Linked DNA regions of Oryctolagus cuniculus: all the other regions are linked to region 1. Evidence: chromatin contacts called from public Hi-C data. All regions are on one chromosome and are shown on one strand. Each heading gives the region's core, a stretch centred on a gene start, on an enhancer-like site or on the middle of the called end of the contact. The rest is flanking DNA. Distances are from core to core; before and after follow the strand shown. Region 1 has its middle 320 kb from the start of COG6. Region 2 overlaps LOC127487179 (a long non-coding RNA gene). Region 3 has its middle 120 kb from the start of COG6.

Region 1 (4,658 bases), core at 1,598-4,097:
GGTCTTCCTTTGGCTGTTGGTTCACCCTCCAATGGCCGCCGCGACCGGTGCACCACGCTGATCCGAAGGCAGGAGCCAGGTGCTTCTCCTGGTCTCCCATGGGGTGCAGGGCCCAAGGACTTGGGCCATCCTCCACTGCACTCCCTGGCCACAGCAGAGAGCTGGCCTGGAAGAGGGGCAACTGGGACAGAATCCGGCGCCCCGACCGGGACTAGAACCCGGTGTGCCAGCGCCGCAAGGCAGAGGATTAGCCTATTGAGCCGCAGCGCCGGCCGCACATTTGTATTTATGAAGTCAGGAAGTGACATCTCCCTACAAAATATTTTTATTAGAAGTGCTCACCAGGAAGAGTGTATTGATGGTTACATTTATTGTAACCATCTGACTCCAGCCCTTTGTTTTACCACCAGCATTACTTGTCTTCACCAGCGCTGTTCAAGTTAGTTTCTTCAGCCCCCTTCTCTTCATGAATGAACTGGTAATCAGAGTATATGAATGACTCAACAAAGATCACACACTTGTAAGTGACAGAAATAATACTTTAACCCAGATCCATGTGATCACAAATCTGTTCTTTCCCCATTCTAGGTTCCCATCAACCCTGGGTAAAGATGGTTGAGAGAAACGAAATAATTATGCTAGTGATGATAACCATAAAATAACAGCTAACAGTTATTGACATTTCATGATATGAGAAGCAATGTTTTAAATTCTTTATGACACAGTTTTCATAGCAACCACATTTGTTGAGTGCTCATTATGTGATAGATTATGTTTGAATATTGAATGTACTTATTGTTTGAAATGCTTTAGCTGCATCAAAGACTTTGAGTCATATAGTTTGAGACATACTGTCCCTACAGGTTAGGTAAGGAAACTGTTAATGTTCCCAGATCACTGTGCTATTATGTGGCAGAGCCAGAATTCAAAGGCAATGTGGTCTAGAGCCTCAGACTTATTTCTTTTAAGATATATTGTCTGTCTTCCACAAGGTGCCGAACAAGAAATTTGCCAAAGGCTACAGATTTGGCTAAATAGAAATTTCAAAGGGAGGCAATATTGGCAAAGACGAGAGCCATTTCTGAAATAAGAATGATATAAAAAGATCAGTCACAGACGGAGAACCATGAGGTTGTGCAGACTGGCCCTGACTAACTTTGGATTGTTTAGGCATTCCTACAAAATGCAAGAGCTTGAACCCTGTAGATCATTGAACAGGTAAAAAGAGAAACAACCAGAAATGAACGGAGCTGCAGTGGATCCAAATTTGTTAGGTCAAAACGTCCAACAGAGAAAACCATTGTCACAAGGTCAGGGCCAATCACTGCTTTCCAGGTCACAGAGCTGAGCCTGGGCTGAGCCACCTGTCCTCACTTCTCATTACTGGCATGAGATTGTGAACCTACTGGCAGGGGTAGGAGGAGAAGGGGAGCCTGGGTCCCTATAACAGGGTTAGGCTGTTGGCCTATTGGGCAGTAAATGCGGATTTGTCACATCATTTTTCTGCTGGATCCAAGTGAGGCCATCATTTTCAGAACAAAATTGAGCAGATCACCTGTGCCAAGGGACCAGAGACTCATTATTTCAATGTTGCTGTTTCCCACTCTTTCTAATAGAAATCTCAGAATGTAGGGTGGTTTGAGTCTCTCAATTTTTTAGAGTATTTCTAATTAAATATACCATGAAATCTGTGTTCCACCCTAGGAGAAGTAAATAGATACTCTTTTCCACCTTTTACAGATTGTTCAGTTTGGCTATCCAGCTAAACATGTATAAAATATATTTAGGGGGCCAGTGCTGTGGCACAGTGGTTAAGCTGATGCCAGCAGCATTGATATCCCATATGGGCATCAGTTCCAGTCCTGGCTGCTCCACTTCTGATCCAGTTCCCTGTTAATGTGCTGGGAAAGCAGCAGAGGATGGCCCAAAAAGTTCTTGGGCCCCTGTACCCACGTGAAGGCCCAAATGAAGCTCCTTGCTCTGGGTTTCAGCCTGACCTAGCCCTGGCCATTGAGGCCATTTTGGGAGTGAAACAGCTGATATAAGATCTCTCTCTCTCTCTCTCTCTCTCTGCCTCTGTAATTCTGACTTTCAAGTAAATAAATAAATCTTTAATATATATATTTAGGATATTAGCCCCCCAGCTAAGCATGTATACATATACATAATTTAGAGGGGTGATCCAAGAAGTTCTGTGTGCTGATCAGCTATCTGTAGAGTATGAAGGAAGTTTCTGGAATCCAGTTTGGGTCGATGCCTGTTTCAGTTAGGGAGGGTCCCACTACAGGTCACGGACAACTGCATAGATGGTATAAACAATAGAAGGTTTGTTTACTGTTTCGGGAAATGCAGAAGGGCAGACTTCAGAGTCACTTTAATTCAGGGTTCCAGCTCTATTTCTCTGCATCTTCGTGTGGGCTTCATTCCCCCACAGCTTCCCTCTTAGCAGCAGCAGTCGCCATAGCCCTGTCAGACTTCATGTACACACACCACCAAATCCAGAGGAAGAGTGAACAACTCTCTCTTCCAGAGATCTCTTCAAGCGTCTGTAGGTCCAAGGAAATCCTTGCACTGGTTAGGTTAATCTTGGCATCTCAACCAATCAACGTCAGGGGGGACAAATCTGCTCCTGTCCTGGGGTTAAGCCACTGCCATGAGCTCTGGGAGGAGATATGAGAACCAGCCCAAAGCCAGGGCTCCATAGGCAGGGGAATGGGGTGAAATGGATTCAGGCAAGGTTATGCTTTATGGGCTATGGCAAGCTGCTTAGGAGCTTCCTGGACAGCTGAATTCTGCCAGGCCCTGAAAGGGTGATGAGCTCTATTGCAGTAACTCTGAAGGGAGCTCCCTGGAGCACAGCTGCCCAGGGAACAAGTTCACGGGCCTGTGTCCTGCTACAGGCTATGGCTGGGAAGAATGGCTTAGAGCTGTGACTCCCGCAGCGCTCCTGCAAAGGTACTGCAGTAGGATTTTGTTTTCAGTTTCCCCAAGGGTTGTTTTTGTGAAGTTCGGTGCATTCTGACAGCAGTCACTAGAGGGCTCACTGGGACTCCTTTCAGAGCTGCCCTCTGGAGGTGCGGATGAGAAAGGCGGTGCTCAGCTCACAGCCCTTGCAGCTGGGGGAGTTGGGGGGGGGGGGGACAAGTGGGTCAGGGGAGAACTCAGAGAAGCAGCCACAAGTATGAAAAAGCTGGTGGAGCTCTCAAAGACAATGTCCTATTGTCCCATGAGAATGGCACTTGGAGCAAGTACAGCTGTATTGCTGATGTGTGGCCACCAGCCACATGGAGTTATGGGGTGTTAGAGCTGTGGCTAACCCCCGCTGGGATGTGCTTTATATGCAAAATACTCTACCACTGGTTCACAAAGGCTAAGGATGAAAGAAAAGGGTATCTTGAGTTTTAAATATTAGTTATCGACTAGAATGATAATACTTTAATATATTGGCTTAAATAAAACATTTTATTAGAATTAATATCACCTGCTACCTTTTGGTTCTTTAAAAGAAGTGTGATATTGTGTGTATTTATAGTCCACATTGAATTGCTGTTGGCTGACGCAGGGCTTGGCTTTTTGCTAAGAGAGGTACTTGGGGGTGAGAGGGAGTGGAAGAACTGCTCACACTGACAAACTCAAAGACCTTTTTCCATAGTTTTCTTGACTGGGGTCGAAGTTCCATGTCACTAAGGTTTTGACGATGATGATGATACAATGCCTAAGAGGACAAAGATAACTTGCTCCCCATGAAATCCTCCCAGCTCTATCAGTTGCAGCCTTCATTTCTCTTGGTACTGCCTCCAGAGCAGCCATATCACCCAAGTGCTCATTTTGCTATGACAGTAGCTAATGTCACATCCCCACAATCACCTATCCTCACTCACAAAACACATGCCTAATAAGCCTATCTAAAACTTCACCATTAAAAGTCCTATATGTCGGATTAAACTCAACACCTAGCATTTTCATTGCATCCCACAGCTGCCCCATTGATTCTATGTGAATCAGAACAGATGATTAATGTCAAATCAAAAAATCTCACACAAGTCTTGATCACTTTTTTCTAGAATCAAAATGTTTGATCATTTAGCATTTAGAGGCTCGTGAAATACTCATGAAATACAACTGCTTGTATGCTCTGCCTCTTTAGAGATAGACACACCTGACCTTTCTGTTAACATCACCTATCACTGCTTTGTGTGTGTCAGACAGAAAAGTATTTGTGCATCACCTCCTGTTTTTGGAGCAACACAATGTAAACCTTCCAGCTTCTGCCTCACTACTTTTCAATACTTTTTATGTAACTTGCTGAAGACAGATAAATAATATAAGCTGTTAAAAAGGAAGCTTTCCAAAACTTTTGTCCAAGGCTAAGGCCAAGAATCAAAACAAGTAGCAATGAAAGCAACTGTGTAATGAATAAAACAGTGGTTCATAATTCTAATTCCTAGGGCATCAATGGGGGACATTCCTTAGATGTTGAAGGTGGTAGGAACTGATTATATCAATGTTGTGGGCTCCTGTGCCACCTGACCATGCTTCTTTACCCTCTAGTCCGCAATTTCCATGGCAAGGTGTCTACCCACCTCTGACCTCAAAGGCATGGCTGAGGCCATCCCAACACACTCTCTTCTTTCTACCTCTCCCCTCTAATCTTTGAA
Region 2 (4,658 bases), core at 1,382-3,881, 260 kb after region 1:
CTTCCAAAGCCCTTTCTCCGCATGACTCACGGTGGCCTGTGGGAGCCCGGGAGCCCCACACTGCAGCTCTGGGACCTCCGTTCTCTCGGCGAAGTGCATCTGTGTGTGCGAAGCTCCAAGCGCTCCAACAGTTAAGTCTCCTGCCTGACGGTGGAGTGAAATAATTAATTGCACAGTGGAATGTCTGGTTCAGGTTCATCCTGTTATCAACTCAACAGACGGAGAAAGTGACATCATGCACCCCAGCTCGCCTTTGATGCTGGAGGTGCATACCAAGACATTGTAGTCCTGCACTCTGGGCAGGAAGCGTTACCCTTGGACAGGACCGTCTGCGAAACTATTTTAAAAAATAATAATAATAGCTTGAGTCGACGGTTTCTTCACTAGAATTTGGAATGCATTTGCTCAGATGGTGAAGCTGGAAGGTTACAAAAGGAGTGGAGATGAATTGCCCCAAATGTCTTGAAATTTAAATGCCTTCTACAAAGCACCAGTATGGAGGGTTGGAGGCAGAGGGGTGGGCCGGGGGGGGGGGGGGTTGCTCACAAGCAGGTTTCCATGTAGGCAGTGAAGCAAAGCTGTTCAGCACTGGGCACTGGGGGCTCCTGGCTTGAGTATCCCATGCCCCCAGTCTGCTCGCTGGCTGCTTTTCTACTCCTATGTCAAAGTGCTTTAGAAACCAGCTATCTTTTTTTTTTCTCTCCATGAGTGACAGCTCTAGGAACTCTCCATGTGGTTCTGAGCTGCGTGCAAAATCATCTTACTTTTAAGACAAAATGCATTAGCTTCCTGTAGCTGTCTTAGCCCTTTCTACTCCCCCCTCCCACCCGACTGTCTCTCCCCTCCCTTTCTCCAACTCCTCAGCACTAAATAAAATGCTTAGAAAATGAAGGGCACAGCTGCCCTTTCTTCCCATTAAAACAATCAAGAATAATGGTGAATTTAATATATTTGATTAGAGAAACTCCAATTTTGCGCACTTGAATCAGCTGCCTTTGTCTTCAGCTCCCGATGGCCCGGTTTCACTGGAATGTCCTCTCCTGTCCACTGCCAACTCACCCAGGCTGGGAGAAAATTCAGCCTCTGAAAGCAACTGCTTGGCATGCTCAGAGGCAGGCTATTTATGCCGCAGAAGATGCCATGCCCACTTCTCCCTAATCAGAGGGAGCCCCACTTCATTAAACCATGGTCACTTACCACTGACCTCAGAGCTGTAGCACCGAGAGGTTTGAAGTCCTCTTTAGCAATGTTAATTTTTTATGGATTTTTATTGCTTTGCTTCATTGATATTCACGGTTGAAATTCAGGCCCAGATTCTGTACACATAATATGGGAGATTCTGGTGCTCAACTTGCACAGAAGAAATTCAGAGAATAATCATCCATTTACATATGGAGTCTCATTCAAAGAACAAATAGAAGCCTACTGGAAAATAAGAAAAAGTGTCATCATTTGCCCACAAGGGGTTATTAAAATGTCTGCAACACTGCCCAGACAGCCCAACCTTGCAGAGTGCTGGGTGGCATGGAGAATGCTACTTGTTTGCACTTAAGAATTTACAAAGATTTTTAGGAAGGGCTCTTGCCCAGTAGTCTAAATAAACAAATGCTACAGGAGCAAGTATAAGAACAAATTAAGGATGAGAGTTTAAATTACTATCAATGGAATATTGGAACGCTGCAGAGTTTGTTGGGTTTCCTTCATTATATTCCGATCTCTATCACCATCAACGTCAGAGATTGGGATTTGGGATGGACCAGGTCACAAAGACTGTTAAACTCATTTGCTACACTTTTATAAAGAAAATGCCCCATGTCTGCTGGTATTCGCTCCACGTCAGCCTCCTAGCTGAGCCCCTGCCCAGTGATTCTCCACCCAGACTCTGTGGTAGGAAATTAAAGCCTAAGGTCATGGCCAAATAGAAAGAGCATCCAGGTTCCTGAGCCTCAGCACCCACGCCTGGTCAGGGAGTCGGCCTGTCAACAGCATTGGCAAGGGATGCAGAGGCCTCTGCTAGGCCTTCCCCAGTGCTGGCTGAGCCTCACGCCCACTCTGCAGGGAAGGGCAGTGGGGTTGGCGGTGGTCTCATTCAGAGACCAGTGTGTCCCCGTCGGCTCTGCACGACTGGAGAACCCCAGTGCCCTGAGGAGGCCTCTTGTGCACTGACTCCACACCCAAAGGCCATCTGGTAAGAACCAGCACAGTGCCCCCAAAGGGCCAGCTTCCCAAGAGCAGCCCCGGCTGCCAGGTTCGGAGCCACGCCGCAGCAAAGGGCTCCAGCAGAAGCTCCCAGCAGGGCTGGGGTGAGTGAGCGCCGCGATTGTCCTCAGGTGTTGCCCAACCCTTTCCAGAAGCTGCGAAAACCAAGCTCAGGAGGCTGAGGCCCACACAACCCCCACGATGAATAAGGTAACTTTGGTGGCAAAAACACAACAAAGCGCTGGGTGCATTTTGCCTCCCCTTTCAGAGTAACAGTGGAGTTTAAAGATTCCTGTTGTGTAAGAATATGAAAGGAATGTCCTATCCTATTATGGCATTGTGTTATAATAATGGAATCCTCTCCCCGCCCAGTCTGGCTTACTGTGGCCCAGACCTTGCCAACAGTTACTCAGTTCCACAGTGTGTGAGTCGCAGCGGGGAGGGAGGACAGAATCGGGACCCTGGCCCCCCAGCCACACTCCTGCACAGTCCACCCAGACCCCCACACCCCATGCAGGCAGTGGGACTGTGCCCTCGGACAGCATGGGGAGTTTAATACTTGGATAACTGCAGCTGTGTGAACCGCTCATTGTCTCTGACGCAACACACAATGGGTTCCAGAAAAGGAAAACAAAATACTCTTTAAACAGTGTGCAGCATTCTGTTTGGAAACCAAGAATCCAGGCCAGAGGATTTTCCTTGACAACCCAGAACAGGGGTGCCTGCGCCGGGTCCCCTGAGCACCAGCATCTGACAGAGGTTCTCCAGAAGTTACAGATACGGAGATTCTCCTTGAATAACCGAGGAGAAAACAGGATTTGTTGTTCACGTCAACACAAGTCTGAAGGATCCTGGAGGAGGAAAGGGTGACAGGTCCTTTTCCAGGAAGGAAGGAATTTCAGCTGCAGCATGAGGGCCTCAGGTTAGACGTGAGGAAAGTTTTCCAGCCTGAAGAATGTTGGGCTCTGCAATGTGCGCAGAAAGAGACTGCTGTAACACTGCTGAGGGCGGACTGGGTCTGACTGGTGTGTGTGTGTGTGTGTGTGTGTGTGTGTGAGTGTGTGTGCATGTGTGCAGGGGGTGGAGGGGTCCCTTAGCTCCTACGCAAGCCTGTGTGGCTCAGGTGGTGGTCACAGAGCTGTGTTTTCTTTTTTTTTTAAACCAATAGCAATCTTTAATATTTTACTCAGCCCTTAGCTTTTCTCTCATTTCCACATCTTGGTGCTGTGGTTTTGTTTGGGGCTGAGATTCCCAGTTGTTAGGCTCTGTGGTGACATCTCTTTCAGAGTCATGGGATTTGTTGGACGGGCAGTGCTATCCGTCTCCTTGGGACCACATCAGTCCCCTCACCCCAACCATAGCGTTCACCTCAGAAATGCCTCTCAGAGTCACCTCCTGCCCTCCTGCCAGGCACAGAGCTGCCAGTTCTCAGTGCTGAGCAATGGCCATGGATGGTGTGTGTGTCTGCTTATTTGTTTGGGGTTTGATTTTTTTCCCCTCTTTCTTAATAGAATGCACTCAATTGCACACATGTTTTCAGAAGCCAGGCCAATCCTCCTCCACACAGGGTGATGTCAGCCACCCCAGGAAGCGTGTGGTGCCAAGAAAGCTTCAGACAGAGGAGGAAGTAGTCAGAGATCTCCCCGTGAAGGGGTCTGTGCCCACTGGACATGAAAGAGGAAGGCTTCCTGTGCATGAAGGCCCAGAGGATCTGAAATCTGGCCTCCTCGCTGCCCTGAGGCTAACGGTGGCCAGCCAGGCCTGCTCGGGTGGGGATCCAGCCTCTCGAAAGGGAAATCGGTAAGAAATGGCTCCCCAGTCCCTGAAGTGCTCTTGAGGCACAAGTTGAATGAAAGCCACTCGTCGTCGCTCTGCCTAGACTAAGGATGAGATGATTGAAAATTGAAAAGAGGGCAAATCAGACACCTTTGCCCAAACCACACATCCATAGCTGTTACACTTCCGCATATGTGGCCAACCCCCAGCACCAGCTCGCTGGGCATTTGTTCACCTACGCAGCCCCGGAAGTCAGCCCTTGCACAATGGACACCACGGAACTTGCAAACTCAACAGACTTTCCTGCACATCTCCCGACTTCTCTTCCTCTACAACTTCTCTCCTTTCTTCTTCATCACCAATTGTTCTATGAAACTATCTGTGCTCAGCTATAGACGCGATAGCCTGAAAACTCCCACACATACTCCTTCCTTCCCTTAGGGCTGATGTGCTGTAATAATCCCATTAGGTTGACAAATAGAAAAGTTGTATCAATACACGTATATGTGTATGGGGGGTGCACTTCAAAAAGTGCATGGAGGAGTGGGAATTGTAGCACAGCAGGTTAATCTGTGGCTCACTACAGCCATATCCCATATCAAAACGCCTGGTTCAAGTTCCAGCTACTCTGTACTTCCCATCCTTCTAATGTGCCTGGGAGATAGCACATGACAGTCCAAGAA
Region 3 (4,658 bases), core at 880-3,379, 200 kb before region 1:
ATTCAGATTTTCTACTTCAATTTGTGTCAGTTTTGATAAATTTTATTTCCCAGAATATATGTCCATTTCATTATCATAATGTTCTCTTTAATATCCTTTCATTTTAAAAAATTCTGTCGACCTGGTATTGATAATTTGTGTTTTCTTTTTTTTCGCTAAGAATTATGGATTTTATTATCATTTTTGAATAAACTTTTTATTTTGTTTGATTTTCTTTATTATATATTTATTTTCTTTTTCATTGCTTTTTGCTCTCTTTATTATTTATTTCCATGTAGTTTTTTGCTCCTTTTTTTTAAAGATTTATTTAATTTATTTGAAAGAGTTACAGAGAGAGAGGTAGAGACAGAGAGAGGTCTTCCATCTGCTGGTTCACCTCCAAATGGCTGCAATGGCCAGAGTTGAGTGGATCCAAAGCCAGCACCAGGAGCTTCTTCCAGGCCTCCCATGTTGTTGCAGGGGCTCAAGGACTTGGGCCACCTTTTGCTGCTTTCCCAGGAATATTAGCATGGAGCTGGATGAGAAGTGAAGCAGCCTGGACTCGAACTGGTGCCCATATGGGATACTGGCACTTCAGGCTGGAACTTTAACCTGCTGCACCACAGCGCCAGCCTCTCTTTTTCTCCCTTCTTAAAGTGGGATATTGCATAACTGTTTTTCAGACTTTGTCCTGTTGTAATGTATTGATTTAAATATAGTCAGGAACATGTTCAGATACATTCCCATCTAAGCACAGATTTAGTTACATTCATAAGATTTTATGTCTCATATTTTAATTACCTTTTGCTTCAAAATATTTTCTAACTTCATAGTTATTTTATATTTGACTCAGATTATTTAGAAAAAATATAATGATATATTATTATGATTATCTCATAGTCATCTTTTTATTGATTTCAAGCTTACTGCCACTGCAGGCAGAAAATATATTCTACCACCATATTTTATTTTTTACTTGCTTTATGGTGCAGCATATAATCTATTATAATACATTACCCTCTTTAGACTTGAAATGATAAATTTTTCTCTAGATGTTCATTACAGTGCTCTACATATGTCAAAAGGATAAGTTTAGTTAATATTATTCAACTCAGTCATAGTGCTTCTGATTTTTAATCTGCATGGTGTACCAGCAGTGATATTGGATTTATCTATATTTCCATTTTTTGTGTTTTATCAATTTTTGCCTTATATGTTTTTAGGCTGTTTCCAATTATTTAAATTTTATTCATCAGGATCTCTTTGATCCGTGAGTTACTTAGAAGTATGCTATTTGCATTTTTGTCTTTAATGTTTTTAGCACAGGAGTGAGGCAATGAAATTTGTTTCTTGAAAAGAATAATCTATGTGGGTATTTTTCCTTTTGCCATGCACCTCTGATATCTCTCTTTTGTCTCTCTCTCTCCCCCCGCTCCATCTTATTCCTCCCTCTCTTTTTTCCCCTCTATTCCAGTTATAAAAATAAACTGTAGATTCATCAGTTAAGTCAATCACTGCTATATGAACAACTGACAGCTCCGATTGTTTTGTTCCTAATGTAAATTAAGTTAAATCCTCACCACATATTAAGGTACTGCTCATATTATTCAACTTTTCTCTCAAGCCCTGAAATGGGTGACTTAGATTATGTTGGCCCTGGCTGGATTTTGAATACTAGCATTGACTTTAATCTCTAAAAGATCTTGGTTTCTTACATACTAGAGGTAATCTGATTTCATTTGCAGAAATGACTTTACCTCAAAGTAAATTATGGTACTTATTCACATTAACAAGTAAACAAACAAATATGTCACATGAATTTTCAGTTTCTGGTTTTCTGAGATAAAATGAGAATCATTTTTTATAATTGAGTGCTGCAACTTTCCTTCTAGATGGGAGCATTCTCTTACTTGGTAGACATTATGCTGTTTTTTAAATTAGCCATAATCTGGAGTCTAAACTTAATGTAAAATTCTGAGTTTGGTTTCTATCCAATATCCTTAGAGAAATTTTCATAGGACTTTGGTGGTCAGCAAAGGAATTATTGGAATAAAAATATCACAGCGTCTGTGCAGTGTGCAGAGTGAAGAAGGAATTACTCTCTAACCAAGCACATATTCTGAGCAATTAGGCGGAGTGCCAAACCATTAAGGCTCCAATGCCAAATGCCTGCAGGGAAGGTTCTGTTACAGGATTTAGCAACCAACCCTTGGCTCGCTTACCAGAGGGTGGCACTCCAGGCTTCCTGATAACTGTGCCAGCCTGGCTAAGACAGAACAGCTGCCACCAGGCCACTTCTGGCTTTCAGACACTCTTCCCCCATAATGTCTCTGTCCCCACCTTTCATGCCCATCTGCCCACCATCCGCCCGCTGCTTTAGTGGCGAGTACACAGTTGGGGGGCACCTTACAAGTGGAGTCATGACACCCAGGTGACACATTGCCTTCACCTTTTCTGTGTGTCCACCCCCACTAACCCTTCTCCAGCTTGGCAGCTTGAAAGGGAAGAGTTTTCAGTTCTCATTTCTTAACGTTTCAGTGGCTGCTGGAGCATCCAGGAAGCTGGTTGTAGAGGGGCAATACAGAGATTCACTCAGGGGATTACGGATACCCGGGCACCCCAGGTCTGCATTCCCAAACACCTAAGGAACAAGAGTCACCTTTCCAACTCCGAAGTTTCATTAGTATGAGTTGAAATCTTGTTCTGTCTCTTCCCCCATTTCACCCCATAATATTCTCCAAGTCCCCACCCAAAACCAGAATAGTGGAATATCTTACCAATTTGATTTTATCCAGAACAGAGACTTCTTATTTGTTAGAGCTAAGCATTTGGTCCAAGATTTTCTGATTCTTTCTGTGGGAACTTGAATCAGCACCCCTTCCCCAAGCTCCCACGGAAGAAGCAGATGGGGATCTTGGCAAGGTTTGGAAGTCCAGGACTTGGACAAGTTGAGAGTTCTATTTGCCAGGCTGAATTGCTTGTAATTAAAAAAGCTTATCCTCCTCCTTTCTGCACTTATGAACTTATCTGAGGAATCAACAGAGTATTTAATCATGCAAAGAAACAAATCTGTCCATATCGAGGAAAGCTTCTATTGAGTCCAGGCTTCTTTGGCAGAGAGGGTACAGTCCCAAGTTGTCCCTGCCCTGCTTTAGGGCAGAGATGCAATCCATGTTCTGTGCAGAGGTTGGGGCTGGGTATGCAATCCTCTTCCTTCCTTTTTTTCTTTCCTCCATCTTGTTACCTATACTGAGCTACAGTAAACACTCCACATGTTTTGGGTCCTGTGGGTGACACTGACACCAAATTGTGAACATTTATATGCTTTCTAATATGGAAAAGAAATAAGTCATTAGCCTTGATATTTTAATGTGCAAAGTTTTGGTGACAAAAATCTCCTTTGCTCCTTTTGGACAAAACCATCCTAATTGTCATGTGGTGCTACTGTAAGAACACTGAAAACACAGTGAGGTTTGACCCCATGTGGCTGTTGGGATAACAGAAGCTCTAGGTGTTGTCAGAGATCACTGGTGTTTTTTTGTTTGTTAAAAATCTTCCAGGGGCTGCACTGTGGCGTAGCAGGTAAAGCCACCGCCTGCAGTGTCAGCATCCCATATGGGTGCCGGTTCAAGTCCTGGCTGCTCTACTTCCAATCCAGCTCTCTGATATGGCTTGGGAAAGCAGTAGAAGATGGCTGATGTTCGAAAGAAGCTCCTGGCTTCCAATCGGCACAGCTCAAGCCATTGCAGCCCTCTGGGGAGGGAACAGTAGATGGAAAACCTCTCTCTGCCTCTGCTTCTCTGTAACTCAGCCTTTCAAATAAATAAATAAATCTTTCAAAGAAGTCTTCCAAAGGAGGTGAGTAGATGAGATCTTCCTTCCTTCAGTGGCTATTATGTGGGACATGGACAATTTCAGGAGTGGAAATGGAGGTAGCCGTAGTTGGGAACATTGTACTTGGGGCATCACCTTTGAGGAAAGAATAGCTTCATCTGTGTGTTTGTTAGGAAGGGTGGCATTTGCTGCATCCAGCCAGAGTCTGGTCATGCACAAGCCTCCAGGGCACAAGGGGAAGAAGTCCCTTGTATGATCCCCTTGCAGAGCAGCAAAAGCTGTGCCACTGCTTGGGAGTATTTCACCCCACAGTCATGCTGTGATTCATAGATTCCCCTGCCACCCCAGATTTCTGAATTCTGCTGCAAAAGCAACTGGGCTTGAGAAGTCCCAAATTTATGGCCTGCTTGGGTATCCATGCTAGGGAGATGGCAAAGGCCTAAAAGATGTTCCCTAAACCAGAACTTTGTCTTCCACATGCAAACCACCTAGCGAAAGATGAGACCTAGTTCTTGCTAGTCATTCCCAACCCTGAGCCATCGTACGGGAGCTGGGGGTTTGCATTAGGAAAAGTGTCCCTTAGGAACCCTGTCTCCTGCTGTTGAGGTGGCACTGCCAGACACTCTCAGGTCCCACCCACTCACATTCATTTATGCAATTTCTTTTTCTTGCAGTTTAACACTCTGTCTCTCTATCTCCTTCACACTCACGCACAATGAGATTTAGTAACCATTTTAATGAGGCAATTATATTTTAACTCTATTAAGTGCAATTATGTATGCTCTTAAATTGCCTCAGCTGGAGCAGCCTGGTGTTGATATCTCACTGGCACAGGCTTGCTGGGC

What was found. A called contact is a pair of places that touch in the nucleus more often than the background predicts.
Region 2: a Hi-C map of skin fibroblasts shows a contact between it and region 1, with 2.0 times the contacts expected there. The contact joins two enhancer-like sites. A contact is called at or near these places in 2 of 6 Hi-C or Micro-C datasets (embryonic fibroblasts and skin fibroblasts).
Region 3: a Hi-C map of skin fibroblasts shows a contact between it and region 1, with 2.4 times the contacts expected there. The contact joins two enhancer-like sites. A contact is called at or near these places in 2 of 6 Hi-C or Micro-C datasets (embryonic fibroblasts and skin fibroblasts).

Annotation. Positions count from the first base shown.
Region 1 is chr9:73,558,155-73,562,812 of mOryCun1.1, reverse strand. No RefSeq gene overlaps it. Among named protein-coding and RNA genes, the nearest start is that of COG6, 320 kb to the left of the region's middle. Within about 2 kb of position 2,847, at least 1 of the 8 cell types and tissues checked has an H3K27ac peak or open chromatin away from gene starts, as enhancers often do.
Region 2 is chr9:73,302,819-73,307,476 of mOryCun1.1, reverse strand. It overlaps LOC127487179 (a long non-coding RNA gene), which reads right to left. Exons shown (of 3, transcript XR_007913720.2): 3 at 857-4,658. Among named protein-coding and RNA genes, the nearest start is that of FOXO1, 470 kb to the right of the region's middle. Within about 2 kb of position 2,631, at least 4 of the 8 cell types and tissues checked have an H3K27ac peak or open chromatin away from gene starts, as enhancers often do.
Region 3 is chr9:73,761,497-73,766,154 of mOryCun1.1, reverse strand. No RefSeq gene overlaps it. Among named protein-coding and RNA genes, the nearest start is that of COG6, 120 kb to the left of the region's middle. Within about 2 kb of position 2,129, at least 1 of the 8 cell types and tissues checked has an H3K27ac peak or open chromatin away from gene starts, as enhancers often do.